Linked DNA regions of Mus musculus: all the other regions are linked to region 3. The links are chromatin contacts, called in public promoter capture Hi-C maps. All regions are on one chromosome and are shown on one strand. Each heading gives the region's core, a stretch centred on a gene start, on an enhancer-like site or on the middle of the called end of the contact. The rest is flanking DNA. Distances are from core to core; before and after follow the strand shown. Region 1 has its middle 41 kb from the start of 2610301B20Rik. Region 2 overlaps 2610301B20Rik (RIKEN cDNA 2610301B20 gene). Region 3 holds the start of Virma (vir like m6A methyltransferase associated).

Region 1 (3,960 bases), core at 447-2,946, 570 kb before region 3:
TGTGCTGACAGGCCTTTGAGGCCAGGAGACCATCTCTTCGTGACCTTTGAACATGGGTGTTCAGCACATGCAATCCAAGGGTGCAATGGTATGGTTTTGTTTCTAAGGTTTTATAATTACTGCAGAAAATAAAAAATAAGAATGCAATGCATAGAAAATCAGAAATTACTCTACCGCCCCAAATGACACGCACTATTTACCTGGTGTCTATCCTGGATTTTACAGAAATGAGCACAAACACTGGGCAGGGGTCTTGCAGGGCTTGAAAGGCCTCTTCCTCCTGCCCATGAGCCACTGTTAATGCTCTTGCCCTACAGAAGGGCTGGATGCCAGGAACTAAGTCCCTTTCAGTACCTGTGCTTGTAGCCAGTTGCCATGGTATCAGACCCTGAACTCAAGGTCCTTGCTTTCTAAACCCTGACAATATCCTAGACCCAGGATCCCACATGTATCCTCCAGCGCCACAGATCAGCCACCTGACCCCAAGTGACCCCACACCTGCATCTTCACATGCTGCTAGTCTCAATTTGCCACCCTGTGACTAAGAACTGAGCTCCTTAGGTGGGGTCTCCCCTCCGCAGTGAGAATCTCTAAGGTGAAGGCCAGCAGCCTCTCCCCAGACAATCTGCAGGTCTCAAAGCCTCCAGCCAATGAGAGTGCCCGAAGAGGAAGGCACTGTGGGAGGGGAGGGGAGGGGAGGTAAGGTGGAGGCTGCACACCGGGCTAACCCATTGCTTTCTCCACAGATGTCTAAACTCAGGGTGGAACTGTGCGTGCCCTTGAGAGCTGGGTTGACTCCAGCTCTTGGTGCTTAAGCTCCATGTGTCCTAAGGCACCTACCACATGGCTGGTGCCATTCACACCTTTTCTGAATGGGGCGTCCCTTCATTTCACAGAGGAACCATGGAGAGAAGGTTAGTACTTAGAGAACACCAGAACTGGGAGTCACATTGTCCAGGTCGTCATTCCAGCCTCTCCATTTTACCGAAGAACCCACAGGCTCAGAAGGCTAACAGGACATGCTTCTAGACATAGTTGGTATATAACATTGTAAGATAACAGTCTTGGGAATCAAGGCCAGCCAGGACCAGAGTTTCTTTGCTGCCATACCCTTCTTTTAAGCCTGCCTAATTCTATTCCCTTTTGCTTATCAGGTGTGGCCTTCCTTACCCAAGACAGATCCCTCCAGATAGTCCCCTAGCCTCTGCATCCCTCTTTCTACCTCTCTTTCCCCAGTCAACGCAAGAAGTCCTGCCAGCCTTTCAGAAACATACACCCTATCTTAGGGTTTCCATTGCTGTGACAAAATGCCATGACCAAAAAGCAAGTTGGGGAGGAGTTTACTTGGCTTACACTTCCACATCACTGTTCATCACTGAAGAAAGTCAGGACAGGAACTCCAACAGGGCAGGACCCTGGAGGCAAAAGCTCATGCAGAGTCCATGGAGGGGTGCTGCTTACTGGCTTGCCCCCTTGCTTTCTTACAGAACCCAGGACTACCAGCCCCAGGGACTGTATCACTCACAATGGGCTGGGCCATCCCCCATCCATCACTAATTAAGAAAATGCCTTACAGACAGATCTTATTGAGACATTTTCTCTACTGGGAGTCCCTCCTTCCAGATAAGTCTAGTTTGAGTGCCAAGTTGATGGAAGACTAGCCAGCATACCCCCTAACCACCCGCCCCAAAGGGAAACAGCTGCCACACACCCTCCCGCAGCTGTGGAGAGCTGATAACAGCTCATGGTAGGTTTAGTGAGTGTGTGTATCTGTGCCTGTGTCTCTGCACATGCATTCATGAAGACATGTCACACATGCATGTTGAAATCAGATGACAACTGGCCCAAATATGTTCTTTTCCTCACCATGTGGGTTGTAGGGATCAAACTCAAGCCATCAGGCTTAGCAACAAGTCCCTTACCTTCTGAGATTTGCCAGTGCCTTATGTAATTTTTGAAAAGGTAACATATTGGCAGAGCTCAAAAGTTCCCAATTCCATGTTTGCCCCACCCCACCCTCAGCCCCTTCCTATCCCAACTTTTTAAAGGTAATTCTAGTTATTCTCTAAGCAAATGAAAGAGAGAGAAAGAGAAAGGGAGGGAGAGAGAGAGAGAGAACCATAAGGAAACTGGTTTTACTAAGAGAATTTTAGGTACTCCGAGAGTCTCATGAGTCACAAAGAGCTTTTTCTGTGATAGTTCTTTCTTGTAGCTAAAGCTCCTTACTCTAAAGAAAACTGGTTCCCACGGGACCCTATCATATGACTGTCACCCACTGTCTTAGTCAGAGTTTCTATTCCTGCACAAACATCATGACCAAGAAGCAAGTTGGGGAGGAAAGGGTTTATTCGGCTTACACTTCCATGCAGCTGTTCATCACTGAAAGAATTCAGGACTGGAACTCAAGCAGGTCAGAAAGCAGGAGCTGATGCAGAGGCCATGGAGGGATGTTCTTTACTGGCTTGCTTCCCCTGCCTTGCTCAGCCTGCTCTCTTATAGAACCAAGACTACCAGCCCAGAGATGGTCCCACCCACAAGGGGCCTTTCCCCCTTGATCACTAATTGAGAAAATGCCTTACAATTGGATCTCATGGAGGCATTTCCTCAACTGAAGCTCCTTTCTCTGTGATAACTCCAGCTGTGTCAAGTTGACACAAAACTAGCCAGTACACCCACAAAGAGCCACCACCAGCTGTCTCGTTTCTAGGTCTGAGAGAGGAAGGGTGGCTCTAAGACCTCTCTTCACTCATTTGTTGAGCACTCTTATACTAGGGACTGAGCCAGGTCCTAGGCACAAATACAGTCCCTTCACTTGTAGTAAAAGGGAAGACAGCATAGGCCAAGCCTATGCTGAGACTGTTCAACTGCAGTTCCAAACAGTTCCCTACTTAACAATCAGCTGGGTCCTGTAGCCAAAATGTGCAAAGATGGTATGGGGGTTGAACAGGAATGGTACCATAGGCTCATCTATTTGAATGCTTACTCACAAGGGACTGGAACTCTGTCTTAGTTAGTGCCAAACCTATTCAACCCACCACAAACTCTTTGATAAGATTAGAAGGCTTAGGAGGGGTGGTCTTGTTGGAGGAGGTGTGTCACTGAGGGTGGGGTTTGAGTCCCATGCCAGGACCAGGGTCTTTCTGGGCCTTTAGATCAGGACGTAGCTGCCATCTACAGCTCCAGTGCCATGCATGCAGTGCGCTCCCTGCCATGACAATGAACTAAGCCTCTGAAACTGTAAGCAAGTTCCCAGTTAAATGCCTTTCTGTTTTTATGTGTTGCCTTGATCTTGGTGTGTCTTCACAGGAGTAGAGCAGTGACTAAGACAGACGAGATGGATTTGGCTTCAGGTACGGTTTGATTCAGAGCTTAAATTATGTCACTGGGAGCCTTCCTTTGGCTCTGCATCTCTTGGGCTACTTGCAGTAACCCAAGCTTACATTGTCACCAGCTTAGACTGGTGGAAGTATGAGAGTCACTGATCCAAAGCCCAACAGTCAGGTGCCCTTAACCTTGAATGACTGTGTACATCACCTGCCTGCTCCCGAACCAATCACTGAAGCCACCAGGGATGGATTGTACCCACTGGCCTGGTCACACGATCCACTTCAGAGTCCAGGGTTTGGACAATGCTACCCAAAGCACATAGATTGAGAGCTGAGGAGTGGCATCTCAAAACAAAATTACTGTAGACACACACATGTAATTAAAAGTGAGATAAATGACTCAAGCGAACTGCGATGTGCCAAAAGGAGGCATCGAAGGTATCCCGAGGAAGGAGCAGGCAGGATCAAGGAGGCAGATGAATGCTATTTGTAGCCATGGACAGAGAGGCAAGAGACAAGGAACCTTAAGGACCCTGAAGAGTCACATTAGGTAGAGAGATGACCTGGCAGCTAAGAGCATATGCTGCTCTTACAGAATATCAGGGTCCTGTTCACAGCATCGACCATGGAGAAC
Region 2 (4,534 bases), core at 1,851-4,350, 590 kb before region 3:
CCAGGTTTCAAAACTCACAAACAACTCTTTGGGCTATTTGACATAAATTACATGAATCACAGGTCTCAAGTTTTATTTTCTTTCACTAACACATATAACTTAGGATAACTCAGATATGACTTAACACATTCAATAATCACAATGTTTCAATTTTTAAATTCTATCATCCTTTTCATCCTTTCCCATATTAGCATTATATATTGGATGCTGGGCAGGACAGTGAGCCACCCAGTTACAAGGCTAGTAACCAGTATTCTTGCTTCGTTTTGTGATGATTGATTAAATTAGATATGTAACACGCGATTTTAACTTAAGAGGGGTTTGTTGAAACATGACCTTATCATAAGGTGAGGAGTCAGGTATATAAATGTAACAGTCCTGAGAATATTCAAAGGTCCTAATTACTAATTTTTATGTCCTGAGCATAAAGGAAGCCTGCTGCGTTATGCTCATTTGTTTTATTCATTTGGTTCCTGGATTAAGCCCCACTGTAGGAGTGATGTGAGCTATTCAGAGTGATGGAATAGTAGTGGGAGCACGGCATCATTAACAAGCGGGTGGGTTAAACTGAGACATCGTTCAAGTCAGTCGCATTCATGGTTAACGAATTTGTAAGTTACTTCCAAGGCTGGATTACCCCATTGCCAGCATTAGTAATGACCTAACAGAGGGCATCATAGCAGCAGAATGATTTCTTAGCTGCATGTTGGTTTTAGTTTTCTCATTGAACAGTGTTTGTAAGAAAATATAGTAGTGTGAATAGATTTGATGAATACTAAATTTTAAATTAAATTTAAAACTACATATAGCATAATGGTTGAGATTTTACACATAAAATGTCATGAAAATCTAAATTATGGTTCCCATAATAGCAATAATTCAGCCAAATTGCACATGTGTATTAAGGTATTAAAGTTAGCACTCTGTTGTGAGCATGTAATAAACTACATCTGCATAAGAACACAAGTTATGGGAGCCTTGGGAACCATCATTTGTATTTCCTGACTTACATTCTGAGCCTGATTCAAGTGTTCTAAATGCAACTATGTTGACATTCCCCAGGAACTGACAACTTCAGTAATCACTAACAGTTTGAAAGAAGATGCTTATGAAACATTGTGAATGTTTAGTTATTACTGTGATTTATTCTTTTAGAATTATTAAACATTCATTCTCAAGGAAACTTTCAGACCAAAAGTTTCCCAGTATTCCAGTTTTGAGGTTAAATATCTGAAATTTGAGATGGTCTCATGGAGTCCAGGCTAGCCTTGAACTCACCATGTAGCCGATGATGATCCTTCTGTCTCCATCTTGAAAGTACTGGGATTAGAAGCATGTGCCACCTTGCCTAGCCAATATTTGAATTTTGAAAGGAAAAAAATTACTAATGGGCTTGTTTTATTTTATTTGTTGCAGAAATATTACTGGAAAAAAGTATATATTAGTAAAATATATTGAAACAGCACTATCAAAAAGAGCAAAAGCAAAATTGGAAAATATATAAAGAAAACTTGAGTCTGAAAGAAATTCCTTGACTAAAGCACTTTGTATTGAGAGCCAGTGTCTATACTGCCTCCCTAGTCCCATGGAGACTGTCTTGTTTATTCACTTTGTTGTCCTTGTAAGTACTTTGTGTGTAGGGAAAAGCCGTTGACTACTGGGTCTCCCACCCTGTTACTGTGTGTGTGCTCATGCTTGTATGTGTGCACTCCTCTCTCCCTCCCCCCCTCTCCCCCTCCCTCCCTCTCCTCCTCCTCCTTCCCCTCCCCCCTCTCTCTCTCCCTCCCTCTCCTCCTCCTCCTCCTTCTCCTCTCTCTCCCCCTCTCTCTCCCCCTCTCTCTCCCCCTCTCCCTCTCCCTCCCTCTCTTTCTCTCCCTCTCCCTCCCTCCCTCCCTCCCTCCCTCTCCCTCTCCCTCTCCCTCTCCCTCTCCCTCTCCCTCTCCCTCTCCCTCTCCCTGTGTGTGTCTTAACAACTTGTCAACTTTTTATTTTTATCAAATGTATCTGTTGAATCTGTTTATTAAATATTTCAAATAATGGAAGTTTCTGTCGCTGCAGCAGCAATTCATACTTCTCTTAAACTTGTATATAGTATCACTTTTCTTAGACACCATGTTCACATATACACCTCTACTTCGTAGTACTTTCAGGAGACCTGCTTGTTACTTCATCTCCTTAGACAGGCACTGGGTCCTCATTCTCCAACATAGCCACAGTCTTGCTATTCATTGTATCTTTGCCATCACTATTCAAGCATGATCTTTTGCTCCCTCAAACAACCCATAGTCGTTCTTAAAGAAACTGCTTAATGAGACCAGTCCAGGCTACCCTATTCAAATTCCAACCCATCTCTACCCAGTATTCCTAATTTCCTTACCCTAATCTGTTATTTCATTCAAAGCTCCTTTCATGTGCTAACATAGTAATACCTTATTTACAGTGAATCCTGTTTAGTTACTCTGTCACTAGAATCCAAGAACATCACAGGCAGACAGGTTCTCAGCAGCCTTTTGTAATGGGCAAATGAAAGCACTTATGCCAGATATTTTGGAAACAGCAAGTGATGGTTCCAGCATTGAAGCATAAATGGAAGAGAGTTTGGTTTCAGTGTAGCATTTCACATTCTTGATATGCCAATCCACTCTTCATTTTATGCCCATATATTATTCATTTATATATGTATATATGCAGATATCATGCAAGACTTTTATAAGATAGATATGAAAATTAACCTGGAAGCTTTTTTTGTTGTTTTTGGTTTTGTTTCTTTTGAAACAGAGTCTTATTGTGTAGCCCTACCTGGCTTAGAACTCACTATAAAGATCAAGCTGGCTTTGAAATCACAGTGCTAAGATATTTCCCAAGTGCTGGGATTAAAGGAGTGTACTACTACATCTAACCAGAAAGCTTGAACATATAAACAGTCCTTTAGTACAAACAAGTACAGTTGGTAAAGCTGTATCTTTCTGTTGTTTATTCAGTTATCTGGAGCATTTGCTATATTTTCATATTTAAACAGCAATCATCTCTAATGCGTATTTCCTTCTCTCTGAGCAGAGCATGTGACCGACTGCGTTGTGTAGCCTGTGATTTCCGGATAGTGAGCTACAATGACTATATGTGGGACAAGTCATGTGACTACCTGTTCTTCAGGTATGTTTCTGAAGAGTTTCGCCTATGAAAAAATGTACTAAGGGCTTTTCATTTCTTGAGTGTTTGTGTGTTTTGTTTGTTGGTCTAGTCACGTGGTCTCTGACTCTTACCCTCCTCATCTTTTTTAATCTGTTTGCCGTCAGCCTACATAAGGATAGGTTTCGGAATGAGAATACAGAGGTAGCCGCTCTGATGTTTGCTCGGGAACCTCCTTGTTGAGACCATTCTTTGCATGCTCACTCTCACAGCAGAGCTCTGAGGATGGTGTCATCCTGCCGGGTCCTTCTGCATGCAGATGTCACCGTCAGAACCCTCCATCATCCAGCTTCTCTCCACCTCCAGCTTAGCTCCATCAGAGCCTTTGGTCGCATTCTTCCCAGCTGACGGTGCAGGTTCCATCTCCTGACATGTCTGACCCCATTCCTCTCCCCAGACCCTTCCTGCCCTGTCTGCTTCATCATGCATCTTGCTTTCTTCATTTATCACTCTGTTTGAAACTCACTTGTGCACTCGTGTGTTTCCAACACAAAATATACAAACACATGGAAAAGTCTTAACTGCAGAAGTTTTGCAGTCCTGACCCCAAAAAAAAAGTCTACTGTAGTTCCAGAATCCCAGGTTCAACCACCTGCTCTCAGCTTCAACCATTTTTACTCTCACAGTTTAAAAATTAACTTTAAATTTCAGACCTCTTTGGTGATGGGGGGGCTGTTGTTTTGGTTTGGTTTGAGTTTTTTTGGATTTGTTTTGGTTTGTGTTTTACTATTCACTATCTCCTGGTTAATCTAACAAAGTGACTAAGCATTCTCATAAGTGACCAACATGGACATGAATTTTTATAAGACCAGCTAGTGAGGTGTGTGTAACATCGAAACAGTAGCAAGCACAGGCACAGAGTAAGTTCTGGTAAGTGATTGACTTGGTACATGAGAAACATACAGTGTCTCAGTCGTCCAGAATGGTAGATGTGGTACGCTCTGGAAACTGAGGCAGGGGGACAGTGAGTTCAAGACCAGACCTTATTACAAGAGAAAAGAGACACCAGTTAGTTTACTGTAGGTGTTTGATAGTTTCATTTTAGAATATAGTTTACCAGAAATAGTGATTACTAGAGCTATATTACACTGTTAAAACTAAACTGGTAGTTATTACATAAATCAGTGAAAAATAAACTGAACACTCAAGATACATAAGAATATGTTTAAAAGACAAGGGGATAACAACTAAAGAATATGGTCATCTCAACCAAGATGCAAGTTATTGATGCATCTATTTCGTGTAAGTCCTTAGCATTTCTTTATCCAGTTGACATTCTTCAGCACCTCATTGGCCACTCTCAGAAGCTGAGAGGGAGACAGCATAGAGAACACCACACTGAATG
Region 3 (4,458 bases), core at 1,354-3,853:
ATGGGCTGGAGTGAACAGGGCCAAAGCGAGTGAACAGGACTGGAGCAAGAGGGAAAAAGGGAAGTGGTGGGAGGGCATAGTTATGACGGAAAAGACATTACATTTCCATATATATGGAAAAAATATCACATATGTAGGATTGTATCCACTTGGAATCTTGGAACATTTTCTGTGAATAAGAGTACCTGTTCTTCTATGTCAATCAAATAAGTGTAATACAAATTTTAAAAAAGTAAGTCCTTGCCAAATATGTATGGGTGGCAAAGACATAAATACCCTTCCAAAGTAATAAATATGTCATTAGACAATTGCAAGATTAGACAGTGGGCTAATACTATGTACATATTAGAATAGACAAATCTAAAACACTGACTCTTAATGCTGGGTAAGTGCAAAATGAGATAAATATTTAGAAGACAGTTTGGTAGTTTCTTATATAGATGGTCCTTTTATCATATGGTCCCATGATTACTCTAAATATTGAGCTTAATGAGATGAAAACTTATATTCACACAAAAATTTCCACACACAAGTGCACGCACACACACACACTCCTATCTCTTAGGAAGAAGAGAGAATTGAAAAGCTTACAAATTATTTCATGAGAGATTGTATCCTTGGATCGATAATGATGTATTTGTCAAAACTGTACAATACTCAGTAATTATAATATATCAATATTGGCTGATCAATTGTAATATATGTACAATCTTACTTCAAGTTATTAATAGAAGGGGACTTGGGGTGGGGAAAGAAAAATATGGGATCTCTCTATACTGTCTGTGAAATTTATTGTAAAACTGCTCTTAAAAAGGGCACATCCCTGGAATCCCAACGTTGGGAGGTGGAAATAGGAGATGTACAATTTTCACATCAGCTTGGGCTACTTAACTGGCTTAAAAAAATTGTGGGTTAGGGATATAGATCCTTTTAGAGTACTTGCCTAACCTCAAGATCCTAGGTTTGATTTCCAGAACTGGAGAAAAACAAGAGTATGAGTGGACTTTTAGACTTAAAGGTATTTCTTTGGTTTTGTTTTTTGTTTTTCCTAGCTGAGGGAGAAGAATATGCACGTTTACTTGCTGTTCCCTCCCCACATAGTCTTGTTAAGCAGAAGATAGACATGAAAAACGTCGGTAAAAGGGGAATCCCACAGACAGCTTGAGTCCTGTTCCTTGTTTAGATAGCCTGCCAGTCTATTGTAAAATCCTGGCCTCAGCCTTCAGTGTGAAACCTCAATTTTATTTTTTTTTTATTTTTTTTATTTTTTTAAAGATTTATTTATTGATTATATGTAAGTACACCGTAGCTGTCTTCAGACACTCCAGAAGAGGGCGTCAGATCTCGTTATGGATGGTTGTGAGCCACCATGTGGTTGCTGGTATTTGAACTCTGGACCTTTGGAAGAACAGTCGGGTGCTCTTACCCACTGAGCCATCTCACCAGCCCCCGAAACCTCAATTTTAAAAAGAAGAAAATGTCCTAAGGGAAGGTCATGAGATCAAATACAAGACCTTGAACAAATCTAACAAATGAATAGACAGTGTCTAGTTGAAAGCAATTCTGGCAAACATACAGGAGAATGGAGACATTTTAAGCCTCCTCAGCAGAGCACGACAAAGAGACAGTTATATAAACCCTGAGAGGGAGATAGCCTAGGCACTGAGCTGATCCACCCCACTCTCTCCCTGATGGCCTGTTCCTACTTTTGCTGATCTGCTTTTGTTTTGCTACAACTTTGTGTCTTGATGGGTGGTTCCTGAGAGGACCAGAATAGAGAAAAATTCCTTCTTAACACTCCCTAGGACTATGTATAGTTTCAAGTGTCCAGCACTTGACAGAGAAACTATTCATAAAATTAAAACAAACACACTTTTTATTTTGAGGCAGGGTCTCACGGAGTAGTAGTCTAGGCTGGTCTGAAGCTCAAACTCTTCCTTTGTCCTTTAAATGCTGGAATTGGCAGACTGCTTGTCAGCCAGAAATAGACTTTGTGCTCTCTCTTATATTCGTGACGTTTCATTTATATACCTTTTTGAACCTTATAAGAATTAATCCTCATAATCAGCTCGTGGGATTATTCATCATATTTAACATTTTCATAAACGAGAAAATTTTCCTTTCGTTTGCTGAGACAAGTTGTCTCCCTCCCTCTTTCTCCCTTTCCCTCATTTTTTGAGACACGGTCTCATGTAGCTCAAGCTGGGATTCAACTCCTGGCTGGCCTTGTGTGTGCTCTTTTCTTCTCTTTGAAAACAGTGTCTTTTCAGATTCCCTCATTGCATGGTTTTGTTTGGAGAGCATGCCTCGTGGGAGGCATACGGTGCCGTGTGTCTAGATTTGGCACACTTTCCTATCTTCTAGAACTCATCGCCTCTCGCAGGCGTCGTGGCTCCGCTACTCCGGAGAACCACGGGATTTGGACCACTGCAAACACCGTAGTCCCCGCCCCTCTTTTTTTTTTTTTTTCCCTGCCCCTTTGGGCTCGCAGAAGGCGCCCTCCGCCGCGCTGGAGGAGGCGGGGCTTACGGCTTAAGTCAGCAAGCTGCGATGGGATTGGTGGAGGCTTGAGACGACAGCGTCCTGTTTACCGGAAGTACTGCAGTTTTCCCCCTAGCTGGAGCCTCGGCCTGGGAGGTTGGAGAGCTGCCCCGGAAGTCATCTCCCGGTCCCCCGCCCGCGGCAGACATGGCGGTGGACTCGTCTATGGAGCTGCTATTTTTAGATACTTTTAAACATCCGAGCGCTGAGGTAAGGCCTCGCGACCCGATTTCGACACGGCCCCTCAGTTCCGGTACCCCTGCTGCGGAGTCGGGGGCCGTCCGGGCGGTGTCCTCCCTCAGTCGCGCGCGCGCGGGGGTCCTCTGGTCCACACCCCCTCCCCCAGCCCGGTGCGAGCCCGGTGGCCCTGGGCGGCGGCCCTGCCTTTCTCGGCTTTGATTTGGGGCCCGCGGCTTCAGTCGAGTCAGTCGCGCTGCTGACAGTTTGTCCTGTCAGCGTTGAGTCCTGCGGAGGGTCCTTGGTCTCAGGTGTACTTCGGGTGGGATGCAGGCGTGAGCTTGGGCATCTGGTTTTTGACAGTAGTGTCGGGTTCTGGATGCCCTCAGGGTACGGACTATCCAGGATCCTAAGTCCTCTTCTATCTCTCTTCTAACGGCGGTCTCATTGCTCAATTTGTCATAGCACTTCAATAGTTTGGGAAGGAATTCACCTATTAGGACATGACAGATCTACGAGAATCTCCTTTGCGTGGAGGACACTTGCGAATCATGCAGTATTGAAGGACTAAAGACTGTCATTAGAAAGCAAGTCTGTTGTTTTCAGGGGACGAAGGTGGGGTGTTGCGTAGTTTTGTGTACAGAATTACTTTAGCGTCCCTGAAAGGCCTTGGAATTCTTAAGTTGAATGTACTGAATGTAGCGAATTAACGAAGATTCGCAAAAATGAACTATAACGAAGTCCACAGAGAAATTCGGCTGCGAGGAAGAGAGAGTAAATGAACAAGCCTCATATTTGTTTGTTTCACCGGAAACCTAATCATTTCGAGAGTCATTCTTTGGGGATTGTCTTGTTTCTATGAAGACTGTATTCTTTTTTTTTTTTTTTTTTAAGATTTATTTATTTTATGTATGTGGGTACGCTGTCGCTGTCTTAAGACACACCAGAAGAGGGCATCAGATTCCTTGTGAGCCATCATGAGGTTGCTGGGACTTGAACTCAGGACCCCTGGAAGAGCAGTCAGTGCTCTTAACCGCTGAGCCATCTCTCCAACCCTACTGTACTCTTAATATGACAACATGAAAGTAGGGTAGAGTGTCTCCTATTCTTTCTCGGTTGTATGTCCTGGGTTTAGACCGTACCTAGGAAAACATAAGCATCTGAATGAGAAGAGATTTAAAATGTTCTCTTATGAAGTAATGAAATGAGTACGGCTGCATTTTCTTGAATAAATGAATGAGTGACTGCTGGGCTATGTAATTCCAGCCAGACTTGAGAAAACGCAAAATGGCTGCCAAACGCAAAATTGTTACCAGAACAAACATCTTTATGGAAGTAGAGAACAATAAAATTTAAAGAAAGAACCAGGCATGGCATTAATGTTTTTTATCCCAGTACTTGGGAAGCCCAGGTAGGCAGATCTTTGTGAGTTTGAGGCCAGTGAACTCTCATAGCAAGTTCCAGGACAGTCAGGGTTACATAGTAAGAGTCTGTCTTAAAACAATTTTTTTTGGAAGAAGCATACATACCTAGTACTAGTCTACCAAGCAATTTGTCATTCTTTCAGGCTTTTCTATCCTTCGTTCTTAGACAAAAATTAAGGATCCTAGGAAAACAGAGCAGGTTAAAAAAATACTCTCCGGGAGTGGTTGAAGGTTTAGAAAAAAAAAATCCCATTTGACTTTATCTTGGAAGAGTAGGGGTTTGTAAGAGGTATAGAAATGTTTGGTTCGAGTTAGA

The links. Promoter capture Hi-C pulls out the DNA fragments that hold promoters and counts their contacts.
Region 1: a contact with region 3 is called in a promoter capture Hi-C map of pre-B cells. The contact joins the enhancer-like site here to the promoter of Virma in region 3. A contact is called at or near these places in 4 of 39 promoter capture datasets (cranial neural crest, embryonic stem cells, neutrophils and 1 more), 1 of 15 datasets of contacts at CTCF or cohesin (large pre-B cells) and 2 of 115 datasets of contacts at active chromatin or transcription factors (large pre-B cells and pro-B cells).
Region 2: a contact with region 3 is called in a promoter capture Hi-C map of the C10 cell line. The contact joins the enhancer-like site here to the promoter of Virma in region 3. A contact is called at or near these places in 8 of 39 promoter capture datasets (the 3T3-L1 cell line, the C10 cell line, embryonic stem cells and 3 more), 3 of 115 datasets of contacts at active chromatin or transcription factors (bone marrow-derived macrophages, embryonic forebrain and pro-B cells) and 1 of 9 other capture datasets (adipose tissue).

Annotation. Positions count from the first base shown.
Region 1 is chr4:10,913,240-10,917,199 of GRCm38.p6, forward strand. No RefSeq gene overlaps it. Among named protein-coding and RNA genes, the nearest start is that of 2610301B20Rik, 41 kb to the left of the region's middle. Within about 2 kb of position 1,697, at least 45 of the 459 cell types and tissues checked have an H3K27ac peak or open chromatin away from gene starts, as enhancers often do. A contact at or near this core is called in pre-B cells and pro-B cells, where this site is marked.
Region 2 is chr4:10,890,206-10,894,739 of GRCm38.p6, forward strand. It overlaps 2610301B20Rik (RIKEN cDNA 2610301B20 gene), which reads left to right. Exons shown (of 6, transcript NM_026005.3): 5 at 3,058-3,153. Among named protein-coding and RNA genes, the nearest start is that of 2610301B20Rik, 18 kb to the left of the region's middle. Within about 2 kb of position 3,101, at least 1 of the 459 cell types and tissues checked has an H3K27ac peak or open chromatin away from gene starts, as enhancers often do.
Region 3 is chr4:11,483,355-11,487,812 of GRCm38.p6, forward strand. Virma (vir like m6A methyltransferase associated) reads left to right here and starts at 2,604. Exons shown (of 24, transcript NM_001347055.1): 1 at 2,604-2,751. The coding sequence starts at 2,689.